2 separate regions of the Mus musculus genome follow, and region 2 is linked to region 1. Evidence: chromatin contacts called from public Hi-C data. All regions are on one chromosome and are shown on one strand. Each heading gives the region's core, a stretch centred on a gene start, on an enhancer-like site or on the middle of the called end of the contact. The rest is flanking DNA. Distances are from core to core; before and after follow the strand shown. Region 1 overlaps 4931422A03Rik (RIKEN cDNA 4931422A03 gene). Region 2 holds the start of Fbxo3 (F-box protein 3).

Evidence for each region. A called contact is a pair of places that touch in the nucleus more often than the background predicts.
Region 2: a Hi-C map of embryonic stem cells shows a contact between it and region 1, with 1.7 times the contacts expected there. The contact joins the promoter of Fbxo3 here to the enhancer-like site in region 1. A contact is called at or near these places in 1 of 15 datasets of contacts at CTCF or cohesin (CD8 T cells), 13 of 484 Hi-C or Micro-C datasets (ECoMG myeloid progenitors, ECoMG-derived neutrophils, the G1E-ER4 cell line and 5 more), 3 of 115 datasets of contacts at active chromatin or transcription factors (embryonic stem cells, large pre-B cells and microglia) and 2 of 9 other capture datasets (adipose tissue and pancreatic islet).

What each region holds. Positions count from the first base shown.
Region 1 is chr2:103,991,324-103,994,023 of GRCm38.p6, reverse strand. 4931422A03Rik (RIKEN cDNA 4931422A03 gene) reads left to right here. Exons shown (of 5, transcript NM_175161.3): 4 at 112-139; 5 at 1,201-1,529. The coding sequence ends at 1,429. Among named protein-coding and RNA genes, the nearest start is that of Gm38515, 12 kb to the right of the region's middle. Within about 2 kb of position 1,318, at least 15 of the 459 cell types and tissues checked have an H3K27ac peak or open chromatin away from gene starts, as enhancers often do. A contact at or near this core is called in embryonic stem cells, where this site is marked.
Region 2 is chr2:104,026,400-104,029,099 of GRCm38.p6, reverse strand. Fbxo3 (F-box protein 3) reads right to left here and starts at 1,301. Exons shown (of 11, transcript NM_212433.1): 1 at 1,134-1,301. The coding sequence starts at 1,237. It overlaps 4931422A03Rik (RIKEN cDNA 4931422A03 gene), which reads left to right and starts at 739. Exons shown (of 5, transcript NM_175161.3): 1 at 739-1,322; 2 at 1,813-1,878. The coding sequence starts at 1,877.

The DNA of each region.
Region 1 (2,700 bases), core at 69-2,568:
TGTAACAGTTCGGGATCACGTTTCTCTCCTTCTCACTTGGCCAGTTAAGGAATTAATTCTTCCTTTTTTCTTTGTCTTTCTTTTCCATGCCTGTGTGTGCTCTCTGGACAGCTGGATCCATAACAGAGAATCCGGATGGGTGAGTGAGGCTTTTCCGCTTCTGCAGGACCAAACTCTCTAACCTAGAACCCCAGGCTTCCAGAGGCTGCCTCTGGGGACAGCTCTGCTGCCCAGGGGCCAGTGGGTATCCGGGAGCCTCCCTCTGGTTTTATGAGAATCTGGGCTGACCAGATAATAAAGCTTTTTAGAACAATCTTTTTTTTTTTTTTTGTCTAAAAACATCCCTGATAAAACTTATTTTTATAAATAGCATTTTTTTCTTACGAATGCTTGACACCTGCTTGTTTTAGAAACTAAATAAGATGGTAAAGAAGAAACAGAATAATCACCGCTCTGCTACATTTTCTTCTAGTTAAATATGTATATGTGCATGTGTATACATAAGTATAATATAATATGTTAAAATTTGCATATGCATTTTCCCCCATTTATGTTGTGCAAATCTTCCTAAACCCGTAAAAACAATTCTTCAAAAATTTCTCCTGGATACAGGAAGATCAGGAGTTCAAGGCCAGCCTTGGCTAGTGAGTGTGAGACCTGTGCCTCTGTCCCTAACAAAAGAAAACACAAAGACAGAACAAAAATTTAAAAAAAAAAATTTTTTTTAACAAGAAGAAAGGATGGGAAGGAAACAAGAAGCAGAAAGACGAGGGAGAACTAGAGGAAAGGAAAGCACCTTGAAAATCTCGTATTTAAATGAGATGGGCTACCCTCTGCTGCCTGCTGTGGGAGGACCATTGTCAAATTTCACCGGATTTCATCTGCATGAAAATACAGGAGGAGCGGCTGTGCAGACCGCTCCTGTCTGGTTGAGGACAAAGAGTTGGATTCTGTCTGTGTCTAGAATTTTCGTGGCAGAGGGATTCTAGCCTAAAAAAGAAAAAGATTCAGATAGGTAGACAACCTGAACCAAGATTTGGAACACACGTTTATGGGAAGAAACTGGCCACAAAGGGTTACAAGATTAGAGAGCGAAGCCACAGGGCCTCACCTGGAGGCAGGCCCGCAAGCTGAATTTACAACAGGGACCTGGGAGTCGTATAAATGACTAATGCTGGCTTCCTGATGCTCTTTTCCAAGCAAGCTGCAAAAATTGGCAGGGGCCCTTCAGTGTGCTGTCGATGTGTCTGGAATTCAAATAGTAGGATGCAGAGATGCCATGACAATGGGAAGCAAGCTTTACCTGGAGAAAATGATGCGGACATGGCTGCTGCAACCCGTACTCACACACGGGGACCTTCGCAACCACTCTCCAGCGGTCCCCATCATGCCTGACTGCGATTGCCCTTACTCAAGGGCATTAAATTAAAAAGTAATGTAGCCGGTGATTCTTTTTTTCCCCTATCCTCCCCCCCCCTCCCCATCCAGGCAGTGAAGAATGGGGCAAGTAAAATAAAAACCTTGACTGCAACTGATATGTCTGTTTTTTAAAAAATGATGCTGATATTAGACACAGCTCAGGAGAGCACAATTTGAATATCGGCGGTATTGTACGGGGCTGAAGTCCTCACACCCCCCTCCTTTAGATCTGTCTTCACTGGCTGCACGCCTTAATATTCTTCCGAGGTGTAATAGCTGGGAGGATTCCATCAGTAATAACCGAAGATCCTGTGAGCCGGTTCTGTTATCCTGAGAATCGAGAGGCATTTTTGCCTTGCCGGCTGTCATTTCCATTGGTGGGGCTGATAAGCAGATTCTGAGTTTATTATTTGCCCAGACAGAGTGCTCTAGCTCCTGGGGTGTTGAGTCGTTCTGAAGCGCTTTATTATTTTAAGTCTTTGTACCCAGGGCTGAGAGCTGGAAAGCCTTGGACAGGTACCGAGTGTTAGTTCCACCTTGACTTTGTTTTTCTGGCTCTCCTGCCCTCCATTTGGAAACAGAAACGCTCTTCCAGGTCCCCAGTTCTTCGCTCCCGTTATTTGGGGTAACAACTTAGCTCTGTGTCTCTACTCTCTTTCCTCCAAACACCACTGTCCTTTAAAATGATCTGAGTAAATTTAGCATTTGACTTTTCTTTAACCTGATAATTCTTAGGATGTGACCATGTATATAGTAACAACAATAACAATAAGTAAATGCATAGGTATCTGTTGGGGATTGGCTTTACAGCTCCACTCACATTCCAAAATCTGTGAATGTTTAAGCACTTTATGTAAAACGGCATACATAGCATAGTGTTTGCATATAACTTCTACAGTTTCCTGTATAAATCATCTCTAGGTTACTTCATGTGAAACTATATGAAGAGTTATTGTACTCTACTAGAGCCAATTACAGGAAAAGGTCTGTGCATGATCAGTATAGATACAGGTTTGATGTGTTTATTTTTATGTATATGGATGTTTTGCCTACATATAGGTGTGCCATTTGTGTGTAGTGCACTTGGAGGCCAGAAGAGGGCATTGGCTCCCCTGGACCTAGAGTCCCTGATGGTTGTGAGCTATCATCTGGGTGTTGGGAACTGGAACCCAGGTCCTCTGCAAGAACAGCAAATGCTCTTAACTACTGAACCAATCTACACAGAGTCAGGGTTTTAGAAAATAGGCTTTTGGTCTGTGGTTGGTCAAATCTTTGCATATA
Region 2 (2,700 bases), core at 52-2,551, 35 kb before region 1:
AGAAGGCTATCTAAATAAGAAGTTATAGCAATAAACTATTTCAGATGAAATACATTTGAGCTGGCCAACCTTTCCTACAGAAAAACTTTCTGTGTGTTAGTACAGGCTGAGTAGGGGGAAGTGTGTTTTTTGGAAAGACAAATGTCTTAGCAGGTACGAGTGGAGGCCATAACAGAAAACCCAGGAAATATCTCTGCCACCACTTAGCTACCTGTAACTCCAAGAAATCTGTACCTCTTAAAGGCCCCTAAAAACAGAGGACATAGATGCCCAGATTCCAGTAATGAAGCAAAAACCAAAAGTGTGTCTTCCCCATGTGAGAGGGCCATTTTGCAGCCTCCACAAATATATACGGAAGCACAAGAAACCCAGGCTATGCGGTCAAGAATGTAAACAATCCTGACACAGGGGGTGAGGGTGACAAGAAAGGGGCACACGGCAGGACCATTTGTCCCTCCACGCTAAAACAGTCCTGGTTTCTGAAAGAATTCTCGCATGCCCGGTGTTTATTTTTGGAGTAAATGCTGGTCATCTGGGAAACCCTAAGGTAACTGCAGTCACCTGTAAGGCCTCACCGGAAGTCGGTGACAAAACCCAAAATCCAACCACCCACCATAAAAAGGGAAACTGACAGCCAAAAAAGTCGCCGACACAAGACAAAGTGTATGCTGCCCGCGATCACGATGGCATCAGAGTCAGAAGGTCGCAGGCCTTCTCGCGCGCGTTCTACCTGCCCACGAGGGCTCTGGTCATCAGGGACCCCAGGCGCGACAGGGATGCGCGTGGGCCGAGACAGTGGCCTTTCCACAGCGCTAGACCAGGCCCCAAAGGGCCAGCGAGGGTCCGCGGGGTGCAGGACCAGGGAGCCACCTCTCTCTTCCGCAACCCGGCCTAGCCGAGGCTTGAGGGAGAGGGCGCTAAGTTCCCGGGGACCTAGGCCTGGGCAGGGGTAAGACCTGGATGCCCAGACCGCTCCCCCGAGTCTCCTTCAGCCCCCCGGGGCGCTATGCGGGATAACGGCCGCCTTGCAGTCACCCTGCTGCGGAGGGAGCCCACGTCCAGCCAGCGACCCCGGGCCTCCTTCCCTGCCTCCTTCCACGTTCCCACCCCTGCCGAGAGCACCGCCCCATTACTTGATTAGGTCCCTGTAGTCCACGAAGGATAAGATGAGCAGCAGAGGGTCGGTGGGCAGCGACTCCAGGGTCAGCAGCCCCGTCTCGGCCTCTACGGCAGCCATCTTGCCCGGCCCGCTGCAGCCTTGGCACCACCCCGGCCCCGCCCCCGCCCCCGCCGCCCGAACCGCTCGGCGGCCGCTAGCACAGGTTAGTTATGTAACTGTCACCCGGCCCCAGCCCCGCCCCCGGGATGCCCCGCCCACCCCGCGGTCAGCCCTGCGGGGGCGCTGCTGTCCCTGCCAGTCTGTTTCTGAGTCTTTGGTCTCTTCTTCCACGCATTTTATATCTCGTATCCTCAAAGCCTCTCCCTAAATCTTACACTAACCCTACCTGGCCTTTGGGTCCCAAACCCATTGCTTCATTTCCAATCCATGGTCTCTGTTGCCAGCCTCGGACTCCCATTGCCACTCACCCCCACCTGCACTCGGAATTGCTGCTCTGAGCCCTGTCCACTTAGCAAGGAAGGAATGATGGGGAAAGAGACACAGGGGAAGGCATTCCAACTTTGAAATGATAGGGAGGTTATAATTCTTCCATGGCCCACAAGGCAAAAAACTGTCCTTCAAAAAAACCGAAAATGACCTCTGGATAAATTCCTTGTCCAACAAATGTTAATTGCCCAAGCCCTTACCACCAGGCTTCTAAACCTACTGGTCCCAGAGAAAGTTTCTTCCAACTACTTAAGTGTAAGAAATAATCAAATGTGAGTATTTTCCACCAAGTGCTATAAAACTTGTGTTTAGGACAAGGAATTTGATTCTTTTTAACCTTCTGAGCACACCCTCTTGATAAACATAAATTTGTCTTGTCTAGACACAATAGTTGGAGTGGTGGTCTCTTTCTTTTCTGAACCGGCCTGCAGGTCTGTCTGCAAGGGAGAGAGTGGGGATGGAGGGGCAAGAGATTCGAAGAATGGAAACAAGACAGGGTATATAAGCACAAGCTGGGGAGTCCAGGATGTGTCTGAGAAAAACAGGATATTATTATAGTGTGTTCAGCTGTGGTGGGCTGCTTGCAAAAACATCATGCTAGGAAAACAAGTCTCTCATCAGGGTGGAAAAGTACCAACCTGTAAGTAAATAGCCCGCGATGGCTGCAGAGATGGTAGTAGTTTCTGCTAAGAGTCAGCTCCCAACAATTTTCAACCTCAAACTTTCTTTCTTTCTTCCTTCCTTTCTTCCTTTCTTTCTTTCTTTCTTTCTTTCTTTCTTTCTTCTTTCCTTCTTTTTAAAGATTTGTTTATTATATGTAAGTACACTGTAGCTGTCTTCAGACACATCAGAAGAAGGCATCCAATCTCATTACAGATGGTTGTGAGCCACCATGTGGTTGCTGGGATTTGAACTCTGGAAGAGCAGTCAGTGCTTTTAACCGCTGAGCCATCTCTCCAGCCCTCAAATTTATTTCTAACATCAAGACAGAGGAGGGTATGATATAGCCTGCCCTTCTGACGAGTTTCTCTCAACTACTTTAACTTGGTTGACATGGCAAATTCTCAGCCTACAAGTAAAAAGTAAGGAAATTG